2 separate regions of the Capsicum annuum genome follow, and region 2 is linked to region 1. Evidence: chromatin contacts called from public Hi-C data. All regions are on one chromosome and are shown on one strand. The core of a region is the stretch at or near the end of the contact, and the rest is flanking DNA. Distances in the headings are between cores, read along the strand shown.

The links. Hi-C and Micro-C count contacts between places; a contact is called where the count stands out from the background.
Region 2: a Hi-C map of leaf shows a contact between it and region 1, with 2.2 times the contacts expected there. The contact joins the promoter of LOC107848359 here to the promoter of LOC107847397 in region 1. A contact is called at or near these places in 3 of 5 Hi-C or Micro-C datasets (leaf and placenta).

What each region holds. Positions count from the first base shown.
Region 1 is chr11:230,008,975-230,016,304 of UCD10Xv1.1, forward strand. It overlaps LOC107847397, which reads left to right and starts at 3,339. Exons shown (of 3, transcript XM_016691604.2): 1 at 3,339-6,855. The coding sequence starts at 4,310.
Region 2 is chr11:230,592,160-230,599,489 of UCD10Xv1.1, forward strand. It overlaps LOC107848359 (tRNA dimethylallyltransferase 2), which reads left to right and starts at 4,520. Exons shown (of 11, transcript XM_016693116.2): 1 at 4,520-4,770; 2 at 5,373-5,427; 3 at 6,005-6,084. The coding sequence starts at 4,579.

The DNA of each region.
Region 1 (7,330 bases), core at 2,089-4,588:
TGGAATTGTATCATATACAAATACAAATATATCATATTTTAACTGGGCAAATAAATATTGATACATTGAAACCAAATACAAGTACCTAATATGGCTGATACAAAAAGAGAAAAAAAAAAAAGAGCTGAGCAATAGCGAGGGAGAGGGAGAGGGAGAGGAGGAGAATGACTATGGATTGTCAATGACAACGAGATCTAAACAAGCCCACTCGATTTCTGAGGTCAGGAAGATCATATGCACTTCTGGTATAAGAACCATGATCGAATGACCTTTGCTGATAGATATTTAATCCGACCGGCTAATTTGGGTAATTTTAACAAAGTTGGGCTAATAGTGGTCATTAACATAACGGAAAATTTACATAAATATACATCCTAACTTTCTATTATTACATAAAATCCATCTACCATAACTAATTACAAATATCTCATTTCTTACATTTCTCTCTCCAACCTCCATATACATATCACACCTCCATAATTTATGCCTAAAATCAAGCAACCATAATTAAGAGATTTCAAAGTTCGAATTTACGAACCTTATCTTATCAAGTTGTTGAACATCATCATCTTCTTTAATTTATTTTTGAGGTTAGTTTAATTTCTTAATTTTTCAACTTTACTAAATCAAAAATTTACGAGATACTTGTTGCATGTGCATAATTTTCAAAGGTTAAGTATAGTAATGGAGTCTGGTCTGAGTTTTAGAGAAAATAAATCAAAACACCAAATAGACTCCGCCAAGATGAAGAAGTCGAGGAAAGTTGCTTGTACAAGCTCTAAAAAGCTCATTGCTAAATCTTTAAGTAAGATAAAAAAGTGAAGAATCATTACGACAGCGTCTTCCAAAGATATAGTAATTTGTTGTTGAATCTATATTTTTTGTCGATTTACACATTCTTATATATTATCGTATAAGAGTGTTTTGTTGTTATTTTAACCTTATACATAAATTAGTTATGTATAATGTTAGAGACGTCTTCTTATATATTAAATTTGTTTTGCATATGATTAGATTACTTAGTAAATCAATGTTGTTATTTTGAACTATGATACATAGTGAGTTATGTATATATTCGTAGTTATGTCATTTTTTGGACGTTTTATTTCAACCCATATACATAAATCTGTTATGTATATGTATTGAAATAAGACGCTGCTGGGTTGTTTAATTTCAGGTCATATACATTACAAAGTTATGTGTCAAACCCATCGATGGCCCCCTAAACTTGGCACGAACTTTCACTTAGGTACCTCAAGTGAACGTTGTTCACTTTTAACACCTCAAGTAGCCACAGTGTGTCACTTTGACACTTTTGTTGAATCAGCAAAGAGAGTGTGTTGCACTCGCTGCCAACGTGGACAAAACGACCAATTAATTTATGTCAACTCATTTAAATAGCCACATCATTATTTATATTCACAATTAATTTTTTTTTAAAATAAAAGGCCAAAATACATGATTATTAATAATTATCCAACTTATTAATATATATACACACAATTAAATTAAAGGAACCAATTAATTATTGACACGTGGCATTTTTAAAAATCGTCATCTTCTCCATTTGCCCTCCCCCACCCCTACCTCCACTCCCCAAACCCCAAAGTCATCTTCTCCATTCCCCCCAACCACCAACCAAGCCAACAACTACACCTCCGCCAAAACATATTCACTTTTCAACAATAATTTTTGCCAACAACAAATTCAAAACATATAGCACAAATTCACCAAGCCAACAACATCATACACCATTGTTCCATCGACGAAAATCATTTTTGCCATTTTCTCAATATATGGACCATTTTTGCCACTCTCAAAAATACCATGATAGTCTCATCAAATCCCAACAATGGATCATTTTTGTCATTTTTTCAAAAATCAGACAAGAAAATGAAGGGATACAGATATGTTAAGAAAAGAAAAAAATGGTGGAAAATTAAGGGTTGAAAGAGAGAAGAAGAAGAAGAAGAAGAAGAAATCTACAATCTGCACCAACTTGCATTTCTCCAAATTATTAAAAATCAATTGTATTAAGGAAAAAAAATGATGAAAAACTAATGGATGGGGATGGGGGAGGGTGGGAGAAGACGATTTTGAGGTGGGGGTGGCAGCAACGATTTAGGGATGGGGTGGGCTGAGGAAGATGATATGGGGTGGGGTTGGGTGGGGTGGTTAGAAAGATAATATAAGGGTGGGGTAGGGTTATTAATTCTTTTTTAATTTAAATTAATTATATAAAAATGCCAAATGTCCTTTTACAATTGGTTCATTTATATGTTATTTACCCTAAAACACGCCTGGCAGCGAGTGCAACACACTCTCTTTGCTGATTCAGCAAAAGGTGTCAAAGTGACACACTTTGTGGCTACTCGAGGTGTTAAAAGTGAACAACGTCCACTTGAGGTGCCTAAGTGAAAGTTTGTGCCAAGTTTAAGGGGCCACCAATAGGTTTGGCCTTATGTATGTGTTATGCATCAATAGTGTTATACATAACACAGTTATGTAGATGACTCTGTTAGACAAGACGTGTTGTGTGTATTTCAGCCCATATACATAGCAGTGTTTTGTATGAAAGAACGTTAGGCATGTATATGATGTGTTATCCTTATATTTTTAAGTTTTATTTCATATTGTTATGTATATATGATGTCTGACATGTGTATTTTGCAAACCTATATGTATAAGGGTTGGAGTTCTCTGTTGCCATGTTCTTCAAATCTTATAGGAATCCAATTTTTTTTTGTTTAAAATTTTTCCATACTTACATAGACTAGGTAGTAAAAATTTCCGTAGACTTACGTTGTATAAATTTCTTTATACGAGTATTTTTTTTTCGATTTAAAATTTTCTATGTCCCTTTATTTTATAAGAGTCTTTTTTCTTCGGTTTCAAAATTTTCTAGGTGATTTATGTGGTAAATTTTCTTTTAGGAGTATATTTTTTAAAATATTTACATAATTAAGGTACAATATTGGATAATTGTCAGACTTAATTTATTTCCATAAATATCGTTTTGGATAATTATTAGGCTTAATTTATTTTCTTAAATATCTTAAGGAAGTTAGTTATGATACATAAGATATTTATGTATATTAACGTTTAGTTATTTATATGAACAATTAAAATTTGGGAGAGAAAAAATTTATTTAAAAAATCGGGAGAGAAGATAATTAAAAAGAAATTTGGTGGGATTTATGAAAATTGCCCTAACATAATTTATGCTCCCAAAGCAAGTTGGATTGGGCCTTACTTAAACCAAACTCATCTAAGCCCTTTTACAATTATAACCCGGCCCATTACTGAACATACATATCCATCAATGTTAATTTCCCCCTTTCCATTCTCCCATTTTGACACTATTACAGACGGCATCCGCAGTTTTCCACCTTCCTAACTTTGCACTAATCTCATCATCATCGTCGTCGTCGTCGTCGTCGTGGTTGTCGTCGTCATCATAATCATCAATGGATTTTTCTCCATTTTTTCATCTAAAAAAGGTTTGAATTTCAGTGTATAAATCGAGTTTTTTTGTGGTTTGTTTGATCTGAAATCGGTATTTTCGGACACCCTTTTGGTTGAATTGAACAAATTTCAAGGTACAAAGAAGTAAACGGAAGAGATTTGGATTTAATTTTATGATTTATTTTTAGGGTTAGGGTTTCGTATTTCCGTTTTTGATGATTAAGCAAGCTATCTTTGATGTTCAACATTGAAAATTTTTGGTGATTGAAAGTGGGAAATTGTTCTTTTGCTGATATTGGGGTTGTAAGTGGAGATTGGTGAAGTTTGGGTTGATTAAGATTGGAAATTTGTTGCAATTTGGGGTGATTAAGGGTGGATTGGTGAGTTTTGGGTTAATTAAGTTTGGAAATTTGTTGCAATTTGGGGTGATTAAGGTTGGAAATTGCTGTAGTTTGGGTTGAAATTCGGTGAATTTGGTTGATTAAGGCTGAAAATTGCTTTAGTTTATTTAGGTTGAAAATTGGTGAATTTGGGTTGATTAAGGTTCGAAACTGCTGAAGTTTGGGTTGATTAAGGTTGGATTGGTGAGGTTTGGGTTGATTTAGGTTGAAAATTGCTGAAGTTTGGGTTGATTAAGGTTTGAAATTGCTGGAGTTTGGGTTGGTGTAGGTTGAAAATTGCTGTAGTTTGGGTTGATTTAGGTTTGAAATTGCTGATCTTTGGGTTGGTTAAGGTTCGAAATTGCTGAAACTTGGGTTGATTTAGGTTGAAAACTGCTGAATTTTGGGTTGATTGAGGTTGAAACACTGGTGAAGTTTAGTGTTTTATTGTTAGTGAATTGATAATGAGGGGGGAGAGGAGGTTTGGGGGAGATGCTAGAGGTCCACCACGGTTGCCGGAAAGGAGAAAGGATCCTGGTTATTCACCACGACAGAGAAGTAGGAACAGGGATTACTCGTCTCCAAGGAGGATGAGAGATGGGGGTTACTCCCCTAGGAGGAGGATAAGAGACAACAAGGATTACACGTCTCCACCACGGAGGATTAGGGGTTCACCCCCAATAAGGAGCCAAGAGAGGAGGAACTCGCCACCAAGGAGGTATCAAGGGCGTGAATACTCACCTGTGGGAAGTATCAGGAACCGTGAGCGGTCACCACCAGTAAGGAGTCGGAACCAGGAGTACTCGCCACCAGGAAGGAATAGGAACAGGGAGATTTCGCCACCAGCAAGGACTAGGAACTGGGAGCAGCACTCACCACGTGGAAGGAGTAGGGAGCGTCGCCTTTCACCAAGCGGCCAGATGATTGGTGAACAACGGGGCGAGTACTTTCACGAACTTGAGAGGTCGAGAAGGATGGGAGTTGATGGTGGTGGAGACTTTAGACAATTTCAGAATGCCCCACCCTTGAATTATGTTGGTGGAGATAGAGACTACGGGCCATCTCAGAGCTTAAGAATCCCTGATCGTGATAGAGGAAACACTGAAATTCTTGGTGAACATTCACACAGGTTGCATGAAACAAAGGAGGGCTTAGGGAATGAGGACTCAACTTCTATAAAGTATCCATGGAGTCATTTGTTAGATAAGCCCAGAAAGTATGATACTGTTAAGGGCTCCAGAGACTATGGAGTTGGTGATAGTAGAGTAAGCAGCGAGAGAGAAAATTGTGGAAGGCCCTACCCGGGTTTTGTGGATGGTAGCATATCTTCTGAAGCTGATAAGAGGACGCTGTACTCTTCATACGAATCGCATCTGCCTGATGTTGGTGTACAACCAAGAATCTCTGGTGTTGGAAATGGTGGTGGCTATTCATTGCCATCACGTTATTTGGATGCTGATCATCTCAAAGATGAGGAAATGCATTTACAAGACGGGTTCCATCCCCATAAAGCAGCAGCAGGAGTGCCGGCATCAGCGAACCCATACATGGAGGATTCCTTCAAGTCCACACGATATCCAGAGTTCAATACTGATTATGTGATATCGTCATCTCACCCTAACATGTTGCCCTCGGTACCTGGAGTTAATAAGGATGATATTGCTACTCCATATAGTATAGAGGGCCAAATTCGTTCTCATGGAGGTAGACTGAGTAGTCGAAAGGTTATTGAGCCTATTGGCCGTGACGGATATGATAAAATTCCTGGGACCATATCTTCTCTGAACCCTGAAACGCAAGTAAATGGGCTCGGGAGCTACTCGGAGTCATACTTTGGTCGAGCAGAGGATAAGCGTGAAGCATACAATTATTCTGACATTCAGAGAGGTGAAGTTGGTAGTCCTAATGGCCTGTCTAGTGAATTCTATGGGAAGAGGGAAGCACATTTTCAAGATGTTCCTAGGAGTAACATGGGATTGAGCAAATATGATGAGTTTTCTCATCGAGAGATTTTAATGGAAGATAAGCCACGGGGATCTCTTTTCTCTTCACAAAGAGGGTCAACACCAGATTATTTCGAGTCCCGCAGAGGACTGGACCAAAGAAAGCCAGATGTGGACATATTGGATTATGGGGCTAATCGCCTACAGTATGAACATGAAACACATCGAAGCTATGAAAGCTCCCGTAAAAGAGAGCTTCATAAGTATCAGATGGATGATGATCTTCTAGGAAGATCCAATGCCTTGTATAGAGAAGCTGACCCCCATTTAGAGAAGATGGAGGCACGTTCACATGAAGGATTTATTTCAAGGGACTTGCCTGGACCATCTAATCTCTCTCTTAGCGAAAAACATGGCACAACAAGCAATCGTGATGCTGGAATTATGATTTCAAGTGATGTAAGGAGTGCACACAGAATCCATGACCGTGGGGATGCTGATGAAAAGTGGATCAATAGGAATACGGATTCTGTAGTTAAGTCTAGAAAGCCAAGTGTTCCGCGCTCCAAATATGTGAAGAATACTAGGCCGCACAAAGCCGCTGCCACTTATAGCTCAACAAGAACCCTTTCAGTATCCATGTCGAGTCGTATAAGCAAATTTGGTAAGTCTGGTGGAAGAGACATAAAGAAGCGACTGGGGCCACGTAGCCAGAATCTTGATATTGAATGCCCAATAGGAACAAAATATAAACCTTCACTGAAGAAGCGTTTGGGACCCCGTTTAGTGAAGAATAATGCTCCTCCACCTTGGGTGAAAAAGTTCAATTCTCATGAGCACTCAAAAAATCAAGATATGTTAGATGAAAGCGTTGCTGAACAAGGTGATGATCCCAAAGAAGGTATTATGACTCCAGCAAAAACTGAACCTCCAGAGAACTCTAAGGATTTTAAGCAGCTGGTCCAGAATGCCTTCTTCAGGTTCGTGAGGCACTTGAATGAGACTCCAGCTAAAAGAAGAAAGTACATTGAGGAAGCTGGTAGTTTAAAGTGCCTCGTGTGTGGCAGGTAGGTCTGTCTTTTACATCATGAAATGTTTTCATAGATGGAGTACACTACTACTCCTTTAATTGAACTTATTCATAACTTTGTTGCTGCGATCAAATAAGTGGCAGTATTTTATATTACTGGTTTTATGATGACTCATTTGGCTAAGTTAAATAACGAGTCCATGCTGCTTCAATCTGTGAGGCTGTTGGAGTGAATTTTTTTTTTTCTGCGCGTATGGAAATGAAATGTGCCTGGATACAGCGGAATGGAAAGGATATATAAAGATTTGTATAGTTGGCCCTAAGTAGTGGGCTTCAAGGATTACATGATTGATTGATGCAGGGGAACTCTGGAGTTGGAGAAAAAGTTCAATTATCTAGTTCAGAGGTTTCATTGTCCAGGGAAATATTATAACTGGATGCTTGGGGGCATTTCCTCTCTATCTGGATAGTCATTGTCCAGGGAAATATTATAACTGGATGCTTGGGGGCAT
Region 2 (7,330 bases), core at 3,270-5,769, 580 kb after region 1:
GGTAAATAAAGGATGACACGATGTTTGGATAGCAGAATGAAATGCCTTCGTCATATCAATCCTTGAAAATGAAAGTACATATCATATAATATGAAAGTGAGAGATGAAGATCATTTGTGACATCTTTTTAAGCATTAACTTTGACTGAGTCTATGCGTCATACTTCTTCTGTGCTTTTCTAGCGTACAACTCCACTTTTGTTGTACATTCCTCACATTGAATGACTCATGATTTTGTGGGGTTGATTATTTTTTTGTTCACGCAACCACTATTTGACCTAATTGAGACATGTCTTTCCATTGATGACCAAGTTATCTCAAAATAAGTGCCTTAATTTTCAAAGAAGGCTTCAACTTGTCACCAAATGTCTCAGCACTCTACTATTTTCTCAGATGTTTCTCCTAACTTTATCCCGCTGATCCAATGTTTCATGATTAAATTGGATTTTAAGATCTGGCTGAAGACTCCGTAGGTATGTCATATCACTAGAATCAACATAAAGTGTATTGTATAAAGAAAACAAACAAACAACACATATTTAAAACATAAAGGGAAAGGGACACTTCATTTAGTTGAAATAAAAGATAGAAGGGTTTGAACACAAATGCCAAAGGGACAAAACAAGATGGATCCCGAATTTTTTTTTGTATTTTTCTTTTCAAGACATGTATGAAACACCTACTCTAGATGAAGAGTGACGAAAATCTTTTTGAATTTTTCTAAATAATATCCCCGAACCAATAATAAGCTGCCTACGTATCTCAATCAAGCAAACAAGATAAAACAATCCAAAATTTAGTGTTCAGTCCAAAAATAAAAAAATGTGTCAAAATAAATCCTACTCTAAATTAATTCTAGACTAATGCTCTACCCAACGCCTCGGGCCTTCATCACAAACTTCCTCCGGGTACATGATACCTCGGGACATTCCCCAGTGAATAAATATATACAGATACTTCGGGGCATTCCCCGGCCAAATTATACAATTGATTCAAAAGTGATAAAATCAAACCATTCAATCAAATTTCAAACATTCAATCAACCCACAATCTCTAGATTTGCCTACCCGACCTACGTCTTGCCTATTTCAATCGGCGTATCTTGATACTACCAAATTCAATTAATGTTTATTTCAAGTCAAACAACTAATGAATCAAACTAATCAAAATTCACTAATTATATCAAGTTTTCAATTCTCGCACCACTAATTCCCACATGAATTCAAATCTTTCAATTCCTTCATTCACGTGAATCAATCAATCAATATCAACCACAGTAATCACGATTGCTCAAACACAATATCGAAACATATCACCACGTCACAATCATCAACCAAACACAATATTCACTCCAACACACCAAATATAATAAACATTAAATAAAAGAGGGGAATAGAATTGGACCTCAATTCATAGCTTTCAAACTCAAATATTAATCGAGTGAAAAGACGAAGACCGCGTCTGAATATCCCGAGCAGAACCTCAACAACGATGAATTCCAATTTGGTATTGAGAAATTTGAAAGCCAAAGACTGATAGCTACGAACTGATCGGGACGAACAGAATTTAAACCCCAAAATTAATATGAAGGTCGAAGAACCAAACGGAAAGCAACAGAATAAACCCAACCCATGCACAAAAGCTAATTGCAAAACTGAGTCGAAACTGGACCAATTTCAGTGAAGAATTCGCTGCTAGTCCACATTTTATGGCCAAAACTTAACGTTTTCGGCCAGATTCCCTTAGAAATCAAAGAAAAATGAAGAAATTTGGATTCTTCTTGAACTGGTCAACCGAACGACGAACTAAAATCAATTCTGGTAAAAGTTTTCACCAGAAAAAGCTTGGATAAGGATCGAACCTCGCACCAGTCCCCTATTCCGATCACCCCTCTTCAGTTTTCAGTCTATTTTTTTCTTTTTCGATGGTCTGGGTATATATGTGAAGAAGATGACTTTGAGGGTCTATGCTAATGGAAGGAAATCAGTCCTCCTATGGGAAATTCGAGTGTTGTTGTGTGCGTATCCCTGAAGAAGAAAACAAGAAACAGAAATGGAGTTCTTATTTTCTTTTTTATTTACCAGTGAATTGAATAAAAAATCAAAGAGAGTGTGGAAGTGTCTATGCGTTCTTTGGAGAAGATCAGTGTCAATTGTGAGTGGAGTCTGTGGAAATTATATCGTGTGGGCCCTTTTTATTTGTGAGAGTGTGAATATATTGTATTTCATCCCCTTAAAACAAAATGGTTCCTTGTGGGCTTTCCTGGAAGGTTCCTAGTGGGGTCCCTTTCTAATGTTTATCCTTTTTTGCCTTTGTGGACAAGAAATATGAGGGGGAGGGGGTCACGTGGGTATGGGGTGTTGGGGGTAGGGGTATGGGTAATGTGTCTTCTTTTAATTGAAAGGGTTGTTAGGATGTTAAAAAGAATAAAAGTTTGCTAGGGATTTTGTTGAGAGTTATTTTTTATATTTTTGTGGGATATAATTACATGGGTAGGATAAGGTAAAAATGGGTAAAACGATATCCGGGAGGGACGAAATTACGTGTCTACACTATATCTTGGAGATCAACAAAACAGTCTATCGTAGCCATTTCATCGAATCACACTGAGACTATAGCTATTCATAAAGCAAGCCGAGAGTATGTGTGGTTGAGGTCCATAATACATCTCATTCGAGAAAAATGTGGCTTGAAATGTGACAAAGTACCCACAATTTTATATGAAGATAATGCAGCATGCATAGCACAACTGAAAGGTGGATTCCTAAAAGGAGACAGAACGAAGCACATTTTGCCAAAGCTCTTCTATACACATGAGCTCCAAAAGCATGGTGATATTGACGTACAACAGATTTGTTCAAATGATAATGTGGCTGATTTATTCATCAAGTCTCTTCCAACTGCAACTTTCAAGAAGATGGTGCACAAGATCAGAATGCAAAGGTTCAAGGATGTTCTTATTAGGGGGAGCTAATACGCGTTGTACTCTTTTTCATTTATGAGGTTTTGTCCCACTGGGTTTTTCTTGCAAGGTTTTTAATGAGGCAGCCTATATGCGTATTGTTAGACATTCAAGAGGGAGTGTTATGATATATATCAATTATAGTGAATGTCTATCAAGATCTATTTAATGTCTACCGGGATTTGATGTATTTGTCTTTTAGTGTGAAACTAGGGCAAATTCCCCCTATAAATAGAAGTGCTTTCTTCATTGTAAATCATCCCTCAAGAGAAGAAATAACAATTACTCTCTCTATTCTCTCCACTCTTCTTCTTTATTCTTTCTTGTTTTATAACAGTTTTTTTTGTTAATGGATATTTGTTTTTTTTCTTTTTTTTTGAGTTGGTTTGTTACACTTATATTATATACTATGTAAGAATAACAAAAAGTAAGTAGAGTCAAGTTATGACGCCCCTAACGAAGGGCGGGTCAAGCAGAACTGATAGATTTTTACGCTGATAAAACTTCTAAAGACAAAGTGCACATGACACCCTAGGCGAATCCCATTTCGAAACGAGAGAGAAAAGTAAAGAGCTTTACTAGGCAGGACTCAATTTTGCATGATACATATGCTATTGGGGATCGATAGCTCGTAAGACAAATCTGTACAGACCTAGGGCCAAAGTGAATAATATGTGCCATGAACTTGAGTTGTGACAGAAACACATATGTCTGTCACAGAGTGTAATATATGTCATGGACTTGGATTGTGACAAAAACATATATGTCTATCACAGAGTGTAATATGTGTCATGAACTTGGGTTGTGACAGAAACACATATGTTTGTCACAAAGTATAATACGTATCATAAACTTGGATTGTGACAGACACACATATGTCTGTCATAGAGTGCAGAGCTTAAAGATTATTCACAACGCGAATAAAGAAAGATCACAAGCAAAGCCATATAATATATAGTTTATATACAATCCATTTCCTCCTCTCACTGAAACTACAAAATGTTCTTGTGAATTACGACTAATATCAGGTATATAAGCAGTGATTCCAAATCTAGAAGTTAATCGTACTTCAAAAACTTTATGTACAAACGTCGATCTTAAGCTGGATGGTCCACCCATTTTTTAGTATTCGACTCATAATCAAGACCCCTAAATCGAAATTGAGAGTTCTGGTTAATGATAGAAACGTACTTACGATCCACACTTATAACTAGAAACAAGAAAATCTATTTTGTTATGTTTTTTTCCCACTCGATTTTTTATACCTATTCTGGTCCATTTAATTCAGTTTCGCATTGAAAAGCCCACTTTATAAGTGCGTACTCCCAACCAAAGAGCCGATCTCCATTCCCCTACCTCGAACCCGAGAATTCTGATTAATAATGCAGGAGATACAATACTTATTACTTACTACCCATAATAAACTTTAATGGCACTAAGCCTAATTTTAGAAAAAATAAGAGTATTAAAGTTGCAAACTGAAAACATAGAGTATTAAAGTTGCAAACCGAAAACATAGAGTATTAAAGTAATAAATCCATTTAATTATAATTATTCTACTTTTCCACCCCTAAACTTCTTGTAACTAAAAAAAGTAACCCAAAGAAAAAAGCAGCAATGGAAATTGGTGAAAAAAATCTTGAAAAAATGGAAAACCCTAACAATGGAGAAATTAAGCTAAACCCCACATCAAAATCAAAGCCGAAAGTGTTAGTAATAATGGGTGCAACAGGTTCTGGCAAATCAAAACTTGCTATTGATTTGGCTTCTTACTTTCCTATTGAAATCATCAATGCTGATTCTATGCAGGTATATATGTGTGTGTGTGTGTGTGTGTGTGTGTGTGTAATCACATAAAGTTGAAGTCTTTTTGCATTTAATGGTGACCCTTTTGGTTTCTATGCAGGTATATATCTATGTTTGTGTGTGTGTGTGTGTGTGAGATCACATAAAGTTGAAATCTTTTTGTATTTAATGGTGACCCTTTTGGTTTCTATGCAGGTATATGTGTGTGTGTGTGTGTTTTCTATGCAGGTGTATATGTGTGTGTGTGTGATCACATAAAGTTGAAATCTTTTTGTATTTAATGGTGACCCTTTTGATTTTCTGAATAGGTTCATCAAGGATTTTTTTTTTGTGTGTGTGTGTATAATCACATAAAGTTGAAATCTTTTTGTATTTAATTGTGACCCTTTTGGTTTCTTGAATAGGTTTATCAAGGATTGTGTGTGTGTGGGTTGTGTGTGTGTGTGTAATCACCTAAAGTTGAAATCTTTTTGTATTTAATGGTGACCCTTTTGGTTTCTTGAATAGGTTTATCAAGGATTTTTTTTTTTGTGTGTGTGTGTGTGTAATCACATAAAGTTGAAATCTTTTGTATTTAATGGTGACCCTTTTGGTTTATTGAATAGGTTTATCAAGGATTGGATGTTCTTACTAACAAAGTTACTCCTCAAGAGCAAAAAGGTGATTTTTGTTTTTTCTGTTTTTGCAGTGTAATTATTCATCTGTATAATTTGATATGCTGGTGTTTCTGGACTGTAAGTTTAAGAAAAATGGAATATATAACATATTCGTTTTTGATAATCGTGATGTCTAGATCAAGTTACACACACTTAGAATAATTTTATGGGGTATCTGCTAGCTCATACGAAAAGTAACATTCAAGCCTCAAAATTAAAAGACATAATACATAACCGTGCCCTTTAACTTGGCCTCAAATGACATCTAGTCCATTCAATTTTGGGTTTGCACAAGTAGGACTTAAACTTGTATTAAGTTTAACAAGTAGACACACACGTCCTACGTGGCATAAACAGAAAGGTGCCGTAGAAAATGTAGCAACAACAACAACAACAACAACATACCCAGTATATTCCCACCAAGTGGGGTCTGGGAGGGTAAGTGTACGCAATCCATACCACTACCTCAAATGTGAGAGAGAGAGGTTGTTTCCGATAGAAAATGCAGCAGAATACTATTTTTCTGCATAACTTTGTGACTGTCTGATTTTTGTTTTTTCGGGTTGTTGTGTCACTGACAGGAGTGCCTCATCATCTTCTTGGTACTATCAGCGCCTGTGTTGAATTTACTGCCAAGGATTTTCGTGACTCGGCTGTCTCTGTGAGGCCTCTTTCTTTGTCACCTCAATTCTTGTATTTATATACAAAATTAATAGAATGTTCGTGGGCATTTGATGCTGAAGTATAGTTACCATCAAACCCACATCTTCAATAACGTTAACATTCGTTTCCTTGGTTTCAAATGGGTAAACATGGTGTTGCCTTTTGCCTCGGTGCGTCAATTTCTCCCGAGGTTTGTTAACTTCTTGAAGACTGTAGTCTGGCACTAGGATGATCGGTTATCATTTGTTCAATTGAACACCTTCATTAAATTAGCCGGAATTCCAAATTCTATGGTAGAGAATGCTGTAAGAATAAGTGGTCCGTGAAATACTTTCTTAGGTATTTAGAATCAAGGGCAGTGCTGCTGTTAAGGAGAAGGCTATACTTGTTAACCCATCAGACAGAGGCCTGACCTTTTAGCTAAAATCCCCCAACATTCTGTAAATAACTTTCTGTAATTTTTTACTGATAAGGTGACACTTCTTTTCACTTTTAATTGTAGAAAAACTGACTCTAAACTTTTTCAAATATTCGTTCCCGTGCAAAGTGAATTTGAAGTATAGGAGTATATCTCTTATCTCTATTTGTCTAACTAATTAAACAGTGAGGAATCCCTTTTTTAGTCACTAAAATTGGTGGATGGGGCGTGGGGTGTGAAGGGAGTATCTAACATCTGTTTGCATGTACAGAGGGTTTTCTTGTCTATTCTTTCACTCCTCAAATTTGGTGAAAAGAATGGATACAGTTGATCCCGTCCTATCAATGACCATGAATGGAAGAACATATATGTAACAGAAAGAAAATGAAACTTTAGAGCATATGTCTTTCTTTTAAAGCAAATGTTAGTGGTGTTAGTGAAGCACGCCAACTTTAGTGGTTTTTGTCCCTAGGATACATAACCAGCCTATCTTTCTCTAGAGTAGATTTGATTTCTGTCTTCAGCAATTTTCTCTAGGAAGATACTAAAAGGGCAGCCCGGTGCACTAAAGCTCCCACTATGCGCAGGGTCCGGGGAAGGTCCCCACCACAAGGGTGTACTGTACGTAACCTTACCTTGCATTTCTGCCGGAGGCTGTTTCCAAGGTTTGAACCCGTCACCTCTTGGTCGCATGGCAACAACTTTACCAGTTACTCCAAGGCTACCCTTTTCTCTAGGAAGATACTGTGTGGAAGAAATGTATCCATTAATGGTCTTATCTCTCTACTTTTTCTTCTAATCTGATTTATTGCTGTTTTTTGTATTT